Regions from separate parts of the Mus musculus genome. Here regions 1, 2 and 3 are each linked to region 4. A link is a contact called in public promoter capture Hi-C data. All regions are on one chromosome and are shown on one strand. The core of a region is the stretch at or near the end of the contact, and the rest is flanking DNA. Distances in the headings are between cores, read along the strand shown.

Region 1 (3,944 bases), core at 1,441-3,940, 1.9 Mb after region 4:
ATAGGGCACATCTATTTTGAGTTTGTGACTATGTGATATTGAGTACACAGACTCGTACACTTTTCTTTGTGTATTTTGTAGATAACATCTTTCTAGTTGAAAAAGTATCTCACACTTGTTACCCAGACTGGTCTCAAACTCCTGGGCTAGTGGCCCCACTGCTTCAGCCTCTCAAGTAACTGAGACTTGGGGTCTGTATTGGGCCTGGATCCTGGATTTATGAGTCTTCCAAAATAGCTAAATGACAAATCTTTTCAAAAACAATGTTTTACCAGAGAAGCCAGACATCAATGATTTTTTTGTGTTCTGTGTAAGTTTTTTTGTTCCGGTGCTAGAGATTCAAGCTTGGGCCTCGAATACACTAGGAGAATGCACTACCAGAACTAACCCCGGCCCTATATAGGAGGATTGCCTCAGTCACTGCATGTGTGCACAGATAAAATGAGTTAAAAAAAAAAAAAAACTGCATTAAATACTTCCGATGGTGGTTACCTTTGGAGAGGAGGGAAGGAACAATCATTAATAGGAGGTAAAAAAAAAGATGTCTCTGGGGTCCTGGTCACGGTCACATCTATTTTGAGTTTGTGACTATGTGATATTGAGTACACAGACTTGTACACTTTTCTTTGTGTACAAGAGAGAACTGTGTTTTTAAACTAAGCATTGCCAAAAACCAAAGCAACACAAACAAACAAGTCTGTTTTGTAAACCATACTTTCTTCTAAACGACTTCTTAACAACTTTTCAGATTGCACAACTGCTACTGTGCCTGACTACCTGAGTTCAGTCCCTTCGGACAAACTTCTGAAAGCTGTCCTCTGACCTCTACACAAGTGACATTCATGTACGCATACATTAAGTAAACACATGTAATAAAAACAAATTTAAAACCTTTGCAAATTAAACTCAGTAAATCAAATTAGAAATAAAAGGAAATGAGCTACTTGTGAAATGACCCAAAGTGACCATTAAAATCTACATTTTCGTTTTCACACCAGAGCTTGGTTAAGTTGGTAAATAACAGATTTAAGAAAAGGAAAAGCCATACCTGTACATCTAGCCGCCACTCAAGACTATGGTAACTGGGAAGACGAGGTGCTAACTCGTTCAGAATAGTTCTGATCTCCTTTCTGTTGTCCAGGTAGAGCTGAAGCAATAATTTGTTTAGTTCTTCAGAGAATCCCAGAACAAAGACAGAGTCTTGGAAATCCAGTTCAGAAATCTAAAGGTAAATTGAGTTCAACAGAACACTGGAATTTATCTTTGTCTAGTAAATGCTAAACCATTTCTACACACACAAGTACATTATATCCTCTAATTCTATTTAGAACATTCCTTAAAGACCCACCATTCTGAAATCCAAGTTACTAATATACAAAATAACCTTATTAAAATAGGAAAGAAATTAAGATGCCTAATTTTATTTAATATTTTTCCATCAAGCCAGATAATGACTGCTGATACATTTTTAAAAATGCAATATTTCATTCTCCCATCTCCTGACATACATGGGTGATGGCACATGATGCAGAAATAGAGACAATTATAATTTAAACCGGCAAGAGGAATTCATATTAGATAACGCCAATAGCACTGTTTTGGTATACTGCACAAATTCGATTATGAGTTAGAAATATTGTAATAGGCGCCAGTTTGAAAGGATCTGGGTGATACAATACAGCTCTCAGAAGTCTTACCATAAGCTTTGAGCTCTCGGTGAGGAGATACGTTAATCCTTCCACACCATGCTGGATAGTGTCACTACTCACGTTCAGTTTTCCTAAGGTGGTGGTGGTGGTGGTGGTGGTGGTGGTGGTGGTGGGGTGGTGAAGAAATAAACAGATTATCAATTTGTTTAAAAATAAACACATTCAATTGCTCTGTTTTCAAACTATACAATAAAAATGAGTTAAGCGGAGACTACTGTTCCTTCTTAACCCACTCCACTAACAGGGGCCTTGGCTATTTCCCTCCAAGTCAGCCTAACAAAACACAAACCTGTGAACAGACACACAAAGCCCCTTCAACCCAGGCAGAAGGAGAAGTCAGTAGAGATGTTCTTAATCTCAACCACCACCACCACCACCCCCCCCCCCCCAGCTTAGAAAAAAAGCAGTTTCTGGGTAGCAAATGTTTACTAAACACTTCGATGACAGTTCCACTTCTTCAGCATGCGGTATTTTATTAAGCACCAGAATATTTCTAAAAGGCAGGTGGCACTGTATTCATTTTAAATATGAAGATATTTGTTCCACACTAGTTATAAAAGCGCGCAGCTCCTTGCAGTGTGCGCCTTGACTGACTGCTCTGCGGGGTTTTAAGAGGAACAAGGAACAAGACCCTAGGACCTGCAAAGACTCCTGCGGAGAAAGAGAATGGATCGCACTCTCCAGCTCCACAGACAGAGCCCGTCCTCCCCCTTTCTTACTGGCGGCGCCTTCGTAGATCTTCGGGTTTGAGCCCCGTCGGAGGAACTCCACGGCGATCCTCCCGAACTCGGCGACCACTGCAACGGAAGTCAGCAGCAGGCTGTGAGTGCCGGGCTGTCCCCCGGGTTGTCCCCGCCGCAAGCACCCCGCAAGCACTAACTTACCTGCAGTGTCCACTTGCGGCAGGAAGGCCAAGTGCTCCTTGTGCTCCTCGGACAAATCCAGCAGCATTTTAGCGGCTCTTCAGACTTTGCCACCCGGCGCCGGCCCCGCCCTCACCACTTCCGACCTCTGTGCAGGCAAAAAGAAGTTCCGGCGGGCGTCGCGGTACAGCCCATGCTTTGGGTTCCGGTTGCTGGCAGTCCTAGGAGCACGGTATCGTCCGGTTCACTCTATAGGAGTGAAGGTAGGCAGTGAACGCTGGTTAAAAGAGTTGAAGGTACAAGTCTTCCACTCATTCATGAGCCATCCTGCAAAAGTGTAATATGTAGTGCTGGAGAGATGGTGGTTAAGTGGTTAAGATCTCTTGTTGCTCTTGCAGAAGAACCAGATTCGGTTCCAGTACTCACGTTCTCAACCATCACTAACTCTAGTTTTGGGTATATAACACTCATGTATATGTATATGTATGTGTATGTGTATATGTGTATATGTATATACATATACTCATGTATATGTATGTGTATGTGTATATGTATATATATGTGTATATATATGTATATATGTATACGTATATTACATGTATATATACATAAATATATATGTAGTGACTATTTTGTACACTCCACAAATACCTTGAAGAAACTACACTATGACTACACTATGAGCAGAGGTCTTTGCATTAATTTCTGAAGATACAGCCCCAACTAGGGTAGTTTTGAACAGTTTGTGTAGGACTTTGTGTTATCACAAGCCTTCATGATCCCTAAATAAGCCTGTGAACGTGTCCACTTAGGCAAGAAAGGGAGCACTTTCTTAGTACAAAAGGGAAGATGCTAACCAAACATACCTTTGTTTACATGTGAGGTTTGCTTCAAATGGTGCAAACACCATTTCTTCAGATTTAGAAGCTGGCTGCTCAGTTCATGAGCAGGTAGGGATAGACACACCCTACACTGTATCCCTTGCTGCTACAACTTTGGACTCAATAAAAGGCTTCTCTCTAGGGGTCTTTTCTTGCCCACTTCTGGAAGCAGATACAGTGCTATAGCAGCAATGATAAAAGCAGCCATGTGGCAGCAGCTGCGACAGCTGAGCATTCTGAACATCAAGCCATAGAAGTGACAGCACAGCCTGACTCTTGCCAGCAGAAGAGGGAGAGCTGAGAGGCGGGGAACGTAAAATAACCAGTTTCTTAGGAACTGAAGAGGGATAGAAGATGGTAAAGATTCAAACAGACTGGGTGGGTAAGATAGCTGAGTGGGTAAGATAGCTCAGTGGATAAAAGCTGCTTGCTGTGAAGCCTGAAGACAAGAGTTCAACCCCTGGAACCCTCACGGTAGAAGAGAAAACCAA
Region 2 (3,985 bases), core at 777-3,276, 1.8 Mb after region 4:
CCTTTCAAAGCAAGGCTACTTCAGCAAAGGAACGGGGCTGTAAGATGAAGTTTAAGACAAGTTCTTAGATGTCTTCCCTTTGGGCAGGCAGCGCAGCCGAGCCGAGCTGAAGTGATTCTACACCAATGGCTCAGCCACAACTTCTTCGGAGGCCTTTTCTAACCTGACCCCTATGACCTCACTGGTTCTGATAACAATTCAAGTGCCAGCCCCGGCTTTCCCTCAAGAACTCCCTCTAGCAATTGAGAATACATTTCTCTGTTCGATCTAATTCAAAAAGCTGGATCTAATGTAAAATTCACAACCTCAAAAAGCTAGGCAGATAGGGCATGAAGGATGACAACGCACACTACTGCCCTGCCGTGACGGTATTTTAGGTTACCAAGTGTAACATAAGACTCCTGACCCAATTTCCACACAATTTGTTGGTCCAGCCCATAACTACTTTACAGTGCGGTTGGTAATTACATTACTGTGCTGTGTGGTCATTACGTCATCAGCTGGGAGAGGTAAAGCCCACCAGGCACTGTGTTCTTTTCCGGTTTGCTTTTCCTGAGTGACTGAAGAACCCAGACCACCTACTCACCTGGCTGTGAGCTAGCTAACTTAAGTGAAGGCGCTAAGGGCCTAAGACCCAGATTTAGGCCAAAGTCGCTCAAAATTCCTTTCCCCAAGTTTAAGTTTTCCAATGGCCTGGATCTCTTAGGGCTTAAGCAGTTTCCACTTCATGAAACGTTCTCTGTTCTAGTCAAGTACAACTCCCAGAGATTCATCCCCTACTTTTTTATCTTAGCAGATCTCTGAAGCACCTTGGAAGAGTCAGTCTCTCAGTCTCTCTCTGTCTCTCTCTCTCTGTCTCTGTCTCTCTTTCACACACACACACACACACACACACACACACACACACACGCCACGAACACACGAGCGTCCAGGGCATCACAACTTTGCCCCTCTTGACTGCCGGCAGACTTACTTAAGGAAGTATCTCTGGCCAGTGGCCGTGAAGGTCATCTCCCACCCGGGGGGCAACGGCAGCTCGTCGGTCACGTCATAGGACTGCTGGCGGAGATGTGCATGCTGCTGTGCAGGGCCTCCAGCGGCTCCCGCACCGGTGCCCAGCTGCAGGGATGCGGGCGACGAGTGCGAGCGGACGTGCTGCGCGCCGCCAGCTAGTCGAGGCCCCGGGTGGCCGCCTGATGAGTCTGTGCTGGATTGGCGCGAGTGCGAGCCGGAATCGGGCTCCTTAAAGAAGGACTCCGGGAGGATCTTTTTCCGCCATGAGCTGGGCTTGGGGTTCATGACAGAGTTGAAGAGGGCTTCGAGGTCGGTGTCCAGGTCCTGCGTGACGTGGATGACTTGCTGCCCTGGCGGCGGGAGCGGATGGGGCACCGAGGACGGATTCATCTTTCTACAAGAAAAAAGAAAGATCAGATCAGCCTTTTGGTGCAAGTCAGAGGAGGAGGGGGTAGTCCCGGGGAAGGACAGAGAGAACCTAGAGACAGTTAGGTATGGGTCCAGGGACCAGCCGGTGGGGGAGGGGGCGCCCCTGGCCTCCGAGATTATGCAACTTTCCCGCAACAGAGAAGCTCCCCTGAGCAGGCAGCCGCGGGAGGAAGGGGGGGGGGGGTGCCTGCACCAGACCCAGTCGCAGCTTCCCCTGCCCAATACCCCCACCGGCAACCCCAGGCGTCCCGACTGCGGTCGTCTAAGAGCCGGACGCCACAGAGGGTGCGGGGCGCGGCGGGAGCTACCTGGGGACTCGGGGAAGCCAAGCCTGGGCGCCTCCCGAACTGACGAGCTGGAACCCGGTCCCGGCTGGCAGATCCCGAGCGGATTCCCAGCAGCCGAAGGCTTATCCTCTTACATCCCCGGAACCGGCCTCGGGCGCTCCCACTGCGCGAGGAGGCGACAGAGAAGACGTAGACGAGCGCAGCCGCCGCGGCTCCCGGACTGTCCCATAAACAAAGTTTGAAGCAAACTCCCACCCTTAGGAAAGAGGCGGGCCGAAAGTGGAGCTGTTGAATTATGCATGACCTCCTGGCCGGAGCCAGCCTGCCCCACGCCCCTCCTCTTCCTCCTCCTCCCACCCTAGCCCGGCTGGCGGGGGTGGGCTGGGCACTTCGCAGCTCGGGAGAGACCGTGCCCCCGCCCCGCCGCGCCGCTCCGACCTCTCCCGCCGAGCGCCTATCTGCATTCCTTTGAGTTTACCACTGACTTGGGGCGGGATCAAAGAGAAAATGGTTCAAGCCTGTTAAATCAAGGGGTTATGGACAAAAACCAAATCGGAGAATAACGGAGGGCCCTCGGTTGAGGGTCCAAGGCCCAGAATGAGTCTGTCCTGAGCGCTTGCCCTCGTCTTAAGGGGAGCGCCCAGCACCCGGAATGTGGCACGGGGCGCGGATCTGCCAGAGGTCGGACCGGGGCGCACCCTGGCTCAGGGAGACACCCGCGAGGCCAGACTTTCCACGGAAGGCTGCTTAACGCTTGTGACCATATTTGGTCTGCTGGGGAGACAACTTGGCTGTTTGGCTTTCAGTTGTCTGCGAGACGGTTTCCCAAAAAGTGCCGCTGTTGCTGAAGATGCGGCTTCACCGAGGAGTCGATTGTAAACTACCAACTTTCAAGCCTTTCATCAATCCTTAGAAGGCCGAGACAAAGCTGCGTTCTAGAAGGCCAAGCAATTGCGCCCCCTTCCCTCCTCCCGCGGCGTTTGCGAGGGTAGTGGGAGGATTGGAATGTCCCTGGGTCGCTCTAGGGAGCCTGGAACTGGAATGGAACAGGGGCAGGTGGCTAGGATAGAGAGGGTGTGCCAGTGACCCGGAAAAAGCCACACAGCCTCCCACCCGACTGGACATGGGCCAGAGGTGGAGACCCCAGCCTTTGGAGAGAGGAGGTCTGGCCTGGTAAGACAGCTGCCGGGAAGAGGGAGGAGGCCTTGCCCTTCCCACTGCCAGCTGCTCAACTATTCCTTCTCTCCAAGAAAGGGTGGCTGCTTTTTAAGTTACATTCCAGAAAGCCCCTACCCGACCCACAGATTCTAATAGACAAGTTTATTAGATAGGTTAAATGAGGCAATACACGCAAAGCACTTTGCTTAGCCAAGGCTGCATGGAAGTTTGTCAGCAGAATTGTATCAAATGCAGGCACTGTGCCTCACCATATTAAAGAGAGACATAAAAGTCAAAATTAAATCCACAGTTGACAGTGCTACAGGAAAATGAAGACAACTGTGACCTAACAGCAAGGTGAAGGGACAAATGCAAGCCACTCCATCATTTTTACTTTAAGACAGAAGAGAGAACAAAACTGTGGCTCAGCTGGAAAAGATCCTTTCAGGCAATTCTGACAACCTGAGTTCGAATCCCACACACTACATGGTAGAAGGAGAGAACCAACTCTAGCCCCCACATGAGCCCCCAACACATTTTTTTTTAATTTTGAGACCATCTTTGATTAGCTGTGTCCTATCCCAGTACCCATACATGAGCTGTGACTCCAGGTCCCTTACAGACTTTTCCCAAAATGGCAAGTGGTCTTATACTAAGGCCTCTTGAACTTTTTCAATCATGACCCCTTTTTGCCTGAAAAACTATCTATCTGACCCTAATCTATATTTGTATAAAATAGGTAAGAATCAAACATTTACTGATAATCATAAATTGATTTTAAAATAATTCATTCCTGGGCATATATAAAATTTTGCCGTTCATTAAAGATAATAAGATATGCTTTGGGCTAGGACTATAGTTCAGTGGCAGAGCACTTGCCTGGGATCATTCCCTAGTAATAATAAGTGCTAAACAAATGTGATGGTTCCCATATACAGAATTAAACCCTGACTCTTTTTTTTTTTCTTTTTTTTTTTTTTTTTTTTTTTTTTTTTTTTGGTTTTTCGAGGCAGGGTTTCTCTGTGTAGCCTTGGCTGTCCTGGAACTCACTTTGTAGACCTGGCTGGCCTCAAACTCAGAGATCCACCTGTCTCTGC
Region 3 (3,767 bases), core at 255-2,754, 2.0 Mb after region 4:
TAGTCTGCCCAAGTGCAACACAAATACATTACCTTGCTTATTTCTGAGAGAACTATATATTTACCATGGATTACAGAGCAGACTGAATACAGAAGCAAAATGTTCTCTTCTTAAGAGTTTCTATTTAAGGAATTAGCAACTGGCTTTATTTTTTGTCCTTAAAAAAACTTTTATATTATGGAAGAAATCTAATTTAATATAGAAAACCATTTTGAGAGAATTTAATTAAAGATGCATCAAAAGATATAGCACCTCTCTGTATAGTACTCTAGCCTTCATAACAATATTCCCAATCTCGACCTTCATGACTTTGTCAAAGCACAGTTATATAGTTGTGAATGTCTTCTTCCCAATACATGAAAAATACATTAACTATACAATTATGGGCTATGCAGCTGAAAATGTTTTTGATGGTCCTTATTATTCTAATCTGATTCTTTTTTGTTCCCTCCCTTTTCTGTAACCCAGAGTCTAGTGCTTGCTAGGCAAGTGCTCTGGGTGCTGACTGTGAACTCAATCTTCAATCCCTTACATTTGTTTTCTTAAATTGCTTGAGTGGTATTTAGAGTAGATTCTAGTTTAAAAGGCACAAGAAAAAAGAATAGGAAATCTTTCTATTCTTGTTCCCCACCTACTTAGGGCTCCTGAAGCAAACGAGGCTATAAACAACTTACATTCCTGTAATAACTCCCCCCACAACCAAAATCCAAACATGTTAATTAAATATTTGATGCCAGTATGGGCCTCAAAGATGCTTTATTAGGGCCAGTTCGATTAGGGCATGTCAGAATCTTTGCATCAAACCGCATTAAAAACAAAAGGCAGTAGTTTAGGAGCTGTTAATGTTGATGGCCCAATAGGTCATTTCAATCCAAGAACTCTGCTTTTTCAGACTAGGGGGTGAAAAAGTATGAGAACTCAAGGGATGAGATTTTCGTTCCTCAAAAGGTGACATGGTTTTTGAAAGGCTGTTTTGAGGACTGAATCGCGTGGTTGGACTTTGGCTAGTCAAGCAGTGAGCTGATCAGCCCGGCTCCCTGCCAGGCCTCGTGGTTCTTGCATAAACCTCGGGCGGTTAGTTCTAACCCGACCTGGATTCCAGCGCAAGGCGTCACCCGGAGTTCCCCGCCCTCATCGGCCCTCTCCCGGGAGGGTGCAAGACACTTCGCGGCTCTTCGGCCTCGGATCGCTGCGGGCCACTCAGACACACAGCCTTCGCTAGGGCCTCACTCTGCAAGCCAATCATCTGCGGATCAGGCTGGGGCAGTCCAGGGTGGCTTCTCCACCGCACCCAGGGCTTCCAAAAGCCGTCCCTCCCTCATCTTCCCCGTTCCTAATAGGGATGATGTATCACGCGGTTCAGAACGACACTCAAAAACTGGGCAATTCTCCCAACCCAGCAGAGGCAGGCTGCGCGACTCCGCGAGAGGGGCGGGGCCGTGACGGGCAACATCACAGCCCAATAATATTTCTTTACCTCCGAGTATGGGCCAATGAGGCATGGGAGGCGGGACTTCCGCTTGCCCGCTGTTGTGGTCCCTTCTCCGACTTGCTTGGGTAGGGGCTCAGTGCGGATACTCAGTCATGAAGTCCGGGTAGCGACTTCTCTTGGGTGGCCGTGAGCCTAGGTTCCGGGGGCGGACTTCAGGTAAGAACCAGCGTGGCTCCGCAGCGGTAGGCGGGGGTTGTCGGGCCTGGCCGGGAGAACACACCCACTCCGGCCTGGGTGCGGTAGCCCGAGGTGGGGACGGTCGGGCTCCTCTGCTACGTGCAGTGACAGCACAGGCCCGTGCGGGAGAGGAGTCCTTAGCATCCCATCCTGCGGGCTGGTAGATCTGAAGTTGTCGGGCTATGGATTTTGCTTCCCACGGCCCCTTCCAGAGGTCCCCGTGGCCTGGAAAGATACTTGGAAGACTTCTCTAGTCCAGGACTTGCCTCTTAAGTCCTCGGCGAAAATACTCTCGGGCTGTTTTGTCTTTAAAAAGAAGAAGAAGAAAATCTCATCGCTTGCTTCCTTCCTTTTCTCACCCACTCCCCTTTCCTTCCGTAAAAGCTCAGCTCACAGGCTTGGACGTGACCTTGCTAGGGCCACATACTGCCTTTTTTTTTTTTTTTCCTACCCAATGTTGGAAGTCCGAACTTTTTTGCAAGGACGCTTATTGAATTGATCTGCCCCTGAGAGGGAAACAACTTTGCTGCATGTTCTCTGCTTGCTTATGGTCAATTGCCCTATTTTCTTCTAATCTGGCAGTAGTTAATTTCCATAACTCCCATTTTAATCTTCAATTTCAGCACCGTGGGCAGCTGCTATAGGCTGATGTCTGCCCCAAACCTGCCTGGATTATACTGTTTTCTACCAGTGATGCAGCAGTTCCAGTGGAAACTGCGTTCCTTTCAGCAGTGCCCAGAAGACAGCTGCACTTTCTGATACAATACAGTAAAGTGGCCGTGCCTCCCAAGAGCCAGTAGAGACAGGCTATTTAAAGATTTAGGGAAGAACTTTTGAGAGTTTAATTGGCCACAGGGTCATTGTTTATTTATTTGAGACATGGTCCTTACATGTAGCCCAGTCTGATCTCAGACTTCCATTCTTTTGCCTCAGCTTACTCAGTACTGGAATTACTAGCCATCAAGCCTTGTTTAAAGACAGTTTTTAATGGGTCAAAAAGAATTCATTTCAGAGGACTGTGGTCTTTAAATAGGAGTTGAGTGTGGAGGGCCACAGGGATTCATTAATAGACTTTTTTCTTCTTTTTATAATCTATGGCCATAGAGTTAATTTCAGGTATAGTTTTTTTTTTGTTTTTGTTTTTGTTTTTATGCGGGTCAAGAGGAAGATATAAAGTGTAATATTGTAGAATCAGGCAAAAAGCAAAGCAAAGCAAAACAAAAAACTGTTTCCAAAGAGTTTCAAATTTGGGAATCAGACTAGACTTACCCTCCAGTGTTGGGTGACATCAGTAAATATGGAAAGGGCTAGTGAGATGTTTGGTGAGTAGTAGAGCTGGCCCTGCAGTTCTAATGGTCTGGATTAGATTTCCAGAACCCACATAGAGGAAGAAGGGGAGAACTGACTCCACAAAGCTGTCCTCGGCTCTCCACATGAACCTTGTGGTATATGTCTTACCTCCCAAGTCATACACACACAATAAGTGAGAAAGTTAAAAAAAATGAAAAAAGGGTGAAGTTGTGAAGATTAAATGAAATAAAATATGTCTGTATCATAGTTATGCTTCCTTGAATTGATTATATAGACTATAGTCTTTGTATAGGGAAAGTTAGTTGTCTTAGTCATATGTGTATGTTTTCCTCTGCCTTACCTGAAGTCAAAATGGTGTCTCGATGTGCAGTGGAAGTAATGTGAATAAAGTCCGTGCTTAGGGAAATGGAATATGGGAAGGTTTGGGGCTAACTACTCATTTATCCTTGTTATTTCTGTAAGGATTTTAGAGGAGCCTAGCTTCTTGCTAGCTTGCAGCTTACTTCCTTTGATGTTTCTGCATCTGAGGCTAACAGAGTTTATATCAGCTTTTGGGCACTAAGTTCAGCAAAGTGAGGGTAGAGTAGGTGTTTGCCTCTTGGGGTAGGTTTATAGAGTTGAGCAAGATACTTTATGTTTTGTAGTTTTTATTAAGACTGTGTATTAACTGGCTTGATAAAATCATATGACATACTTATGTCATGTTAGTATTAACTAAAAGTAGTTGGCTTTTAAAATAAAACATGGCTTTTAAAATAAAACATGACTTTGGACATTTTGAAGTTAG
Region 4 (3,580 bases), core at 23-2,522:
AAAGGCAGAGAACTGAAAACTACGACATAAGCCCTAACTACCCTATCTTTAGTTCATGTGCACTGAGGACTCAACTGGTCATGGTACTGGAAGGAAGAGCGACCTATAAAACCCTCCCTAGGGTTCCAAAATCCAAAAGCTCCTCAGGTTCCAAAAAGAAAAGCTCATTTCTTTGAAATTTCCAAGATGAAACTTAAATAAATAATAAAAATCCCTAACCTGAATGGTTACAAATTATTTTTTTTGGAAGCCATTAGCCATTTTCTCATAATCAAATTATTACATCCCATAAGATTAGGAACCTACTGTTGGTCACCACTGAGGGTTTCTGAGGTGGAAGATCCATCTTTAAGCCTGCAGGGGCAAACAAACTGTAATGGCCACACCTTCCAGTGCCAAGCAAGCTCATCTCTGTGAATTCTCTAGATCCTTCTCTACAAGACAGCTCACTATGAGATGGCACTCAAGCTTTCTCTAAATCTCAGAAAACACCTTCAGGAAGTGTTTCCACTACAGCATACAGCCCTATCTGCTGTCTGGTATTTCAGCACTGGCCAATCTAGCTACAGACAAGGGAAACTGCAAACAGGTGAACTTGTTTTAATTAAAAGGCTCCATTTTTAGTTGGGTAGATATCATCGACTCCGTTGAGCAATACTTCTTAAATTCCTCTCAGCAAATGCAAATGGGGAAAACCTAGGTTAAAAAGAGAAGAGACTCTGCCTAAGGTTTGGAAACATTCTGACTGCGAACACGAACACGAGTGAAGACTAAAGAACTCCCCCAGCTGAAGCCAGCAGTCAGTCAGTAAGCAAAGTTCTAACTTGCACTAAAAAGACCCCAGGGATTAACGGGCATTAATTACCTTACTCTAAATGCAAGTTAGTGACTTTGTTCTAGAAGCCCCTTTGACTTCGCTAATTGGTGGATGACCATTAGTACAACTGGATAGCTCATCAGAGGTGAACAGACAAGTGGGCTTTTCAGCAAAGAGAACCACTTGTCTTCACCAAGTCTTTTCCAAATGTCAATATGCTTCAAGTTATACCAAAGCTGGGAGATTTCATCTTGCTTTTCAACCTGTCTAGGTGGCCTGGGTGGGTTTCTGCCGGCAGCAGTTTCCTACCTTTGGTTTCTATGCTTCTATCCACGAGGGGGGATTAATTAGCCGGGCTGAAGCTGGAGGAGGCTGTCGTGACGAGCCCAGTGGCGATTGGCCGCCCGCCTGCCTGGCCCTGCCTTTATAATTTCCACACGAGTGCATCTGGGCTCTTACACAAACCAACAGCAGCTTCTTCTGACAGACACACACTCACCCCCGACGCACACTCTGCACACTTTTCCTCTACCTGATTAACAGTCCTGCACACACCATGATTACGGGAAAACGTAAATAAATACGGAAAGGGGTGATTATTTTGACTACTGGAAGAGCTTTGCTGGGTCTCAGCATAACTTTTGTTTTTATTACCGAGAAGGTGCTCTCTCCACGCGTCTCTCTCTGACACGGATTCTTTAGCGGAGGGGAGAAAAGGGGAGAGCTCAGCCTTTCACTTTAAGACCCGCTAGTCTCGAGCGGGGGAAAAAAGGCCAGCAGGGCAGGGCGGCCCCCTGCTGCAGCTAGTCCGAGAGAGGCTCGGTGCCTTTTGAGCGTGGTCCCCTTTCTCCACCGAAGTTGGCTCCAGCGCTAGCAGCCGCATTGGATCCCACAGCCTATTGCGAGACTCCGGTGTACAATCCGGATCTCTGCCCCAACATGATCGCGGCCCAGGCCAAGCTGGTCTACCACCTGAATAAGTACTACAACGAGAAATGCCAGGCCAGGAAAGCTGCCATCGCCAAAACCATCCGGGAAGTCTGCAAAGTGGTCTCCGACGTCCTGAAGGAGGTTGAAGTGCAGGAACCGCGTTTCATCAGCTCCCTCAATGAGATGGACAACCGCTACGAGGGCCTGGAGGTTATCTCTCCCACCGAGTTCGAGGTGGTACTCTATCTGAACCAGATGGGGGTGTTTAACTTCGTGGACGACGGCTCCCTGCCTGGCTGTGCGGTGCTGAAACTGAGCGATGGGCGCAAGAGGAGCATGTCCCTCTGGGTGGAATTCATCACCGCCTCTGGCTACCTCTCGGCACGCAAAATCCGTTCCAGGTTTCAGACACTGGTGGCTCAGGCGGTGGACAAGTGTAGCTACAGAGATGTAGTAAAGATGGTGGCTGACACGAGCGAAGTGAAACTGAGAATCCGAGATAGGTATGTGGTGCAGATCACCCCGGCCTTTAAATGCACCGGGATTTGGCCGCGGAGTGCTGCCCACTGGCCGCTTCCCCACATCCCCTGGCCAGGACCCAACCGGGTGGCAGAGGTTAAGGCTGAAGGGTTCAATTTGTTGTCCAAGGAGTGCCACTCCCTGGCCGGCAAGCAGAGTTCGGCTGAGAGCGATGCTTGGGTGCTGCAGTTTGCAGAGGCCGAGAACAGACTGCAGATGGGGGGCTGCAGGAAGAAATGCCTCTCTATCCTGAAAACCCTGCGTGATCGCCACCTGGAGTTGCCAGGCCAGCCCCTGAACAACTACCACATGAAGACTCTGGTGTCCTACGAGTGCGAGAAGCATCCTCGAGAGTCGGACTGGGACGAATCTTGCCTGGGCGATCGGCTGAACGGAATTCTTCTGCAGCTCATCTCATGCCTGCAGTGCCGGCGGTGTCCCCATTACTTCTTACCGAACTTAGATCTGTTTCAAGGCAAACCCCACTCGGCCTTGGAAAACGCTGCTAAACAAACGTGGCGACTGGCAAGAGAGATCCTGACCAACCCAAAAAGTTTGGAAAAACTTTAGAGGATGATCTAATCCAGGGCTGACAAGAATGAGCATTCTTCTCAAAGTCCCGACGAAATGAAAACTTCCTGGTTGATTCCTATGTACTATTTCTCGAGACAGTGCAAACAATCTCTTCCTTTAAAAGGAGTAACAACACAACATTTAACCATCATCTCACACAGGGGAAAAACCACACCACAAGCATCTTTATGGAGGCATCCCCCAGCTCCCCCGAAAAGTGCACAACACCCCAAAACAGCTGGCTGCAATGCAAGACCATGGCCAACTCCAGCAAAGGATTATAGTAATCTTGAGACTTAGGTGCGGCTGCCTTCCAGCAAACAGGGCCCGGATGTACCATCGGAAGCAAAGTGTAATGTATATTTTGATCTGTAACAAAAGTTGTGATCTCATGTTGTCTTTGAAAGTGTGGATATTGGTGTTTTGTGATTTGGTGATCAGAACTGAAATTACCATTTTGGAAACTTTCAGACATTTCCCACAGAACAGAGATGCATTTAAAGGTAGATTTCCTCCTGGTACTTTACCTGTCTTTCAAGTGTCTGAACTTAAAACAAAAGTTTACATTTTGTTTCAAATATATTGCTTGTTCTAACATTCCGTAAGTATACTTGAAATGTTATTTAAATATATTCAAAAATTTGAATTCAGCTTATATAATAACGCTTGAATATCTGAATTATATATATATTTGAAAATGCACTTGAAAATACACTGGATAATTACTTTTGTGATTTAGAA

Evidence for each region. Promoter capture Hi-C pulls out the DNA fragments that hold promoters and counts their contacts.
Region 1: a promoter capture Hi-C map of liver shows a contact between it and region 4, with 4 times the contacts expected there. The contact joins the promoter of Commd2 here to the promoter of Mab21l1 in region 4. A contact is called at or near these places in 5 of 39 promoter capture datasets (cranial neural crest, embryonic stem cells, hippocampal neurons and 1 more).
Region 2: a contact with region 4 is called in a promoter capture Hi-C map of second pharyngeal arch cranial neural crest. The contact joins the promoter of Wwtr1 here to the promoter of Mab21l1 in region 4. A contact is called at or near these places in 6 of 39 promoter capture datasets (cranial neural crest, embryonic stem cells, frontonasal cranial neural crest and 3 more) and 4 of 115 datasets of contacts at active chromatin or transcription factors (the NIH/3T3 cell line, astrocytes, cardiomyocytes and 1 more).
Region 3: a contact with region 4 is called in a promoter capture Hi-C map of embryonic stem cells, with 4 times the contacts expected there. The contact joins the promoter of Rnf13 here to the promoter of Mab21l1 in region 4. A contact is called at or near these places in 1 of 39 promoter capture datasets (embryonic stem cells), 1 of 15 datasets of contacts at CTCF or cohesin (the NIH/3T3 cell line) and 1 of 115 datasets of contacts at active chromatin or transcription factors (astrocytes).

The regions. Positions count from the first base shown.
Region 1 is chr3:57,648,994-57,652,937 of GRCm38.p6, forward strand. Commd2 (COMM domain containing 2) reads right to left here and starts at 2,691. Exons shown (of 5, transcript NM_175095.4): 1 at 2,594-2,691; 2 at 2,429-2,506; 3 at 1,698-1,780; 4 at 1,049-1,222. The coding sequence starts at 2,660.
Region 2 is chr3:57,573,850-57,577,834 of GRCm38.p6, forward strand. It overlaps Wwtr1 (WW domain containing transcription regulator 1), which reads right to left and starts at 2,027. Exons shown (of 7, transcript NM_133784.3): 1 at 1,752-2,027; 2 at 974-1,408. The coding sequence starts at 1,404.
Region 3 is chr3:57,734,553-57,738,319 of GRCm38.p6, forward strand. It overlaps Rnf13 (ring finger protein 13), which reads left to right and starts at 1,505. Exons shown (of 10, transcript NM_001113413.3): 1 at 1,505-1,648.
Region 4 is chr3:55,781,238-55,784,817 of GRCm38.p6, forward strand. It overlaps Mab21l1 (mab-21-like 1), which reads left to right and starts at 1,273. Exons shown (of 1, transcript NM_010750.3): 1 at 1,273-3,580. The coding sequence starts at 1,757. The coding sequence ends at 2,836. The region is part of intron 41 of Nbea (neurobeachin); the gene reads right to left.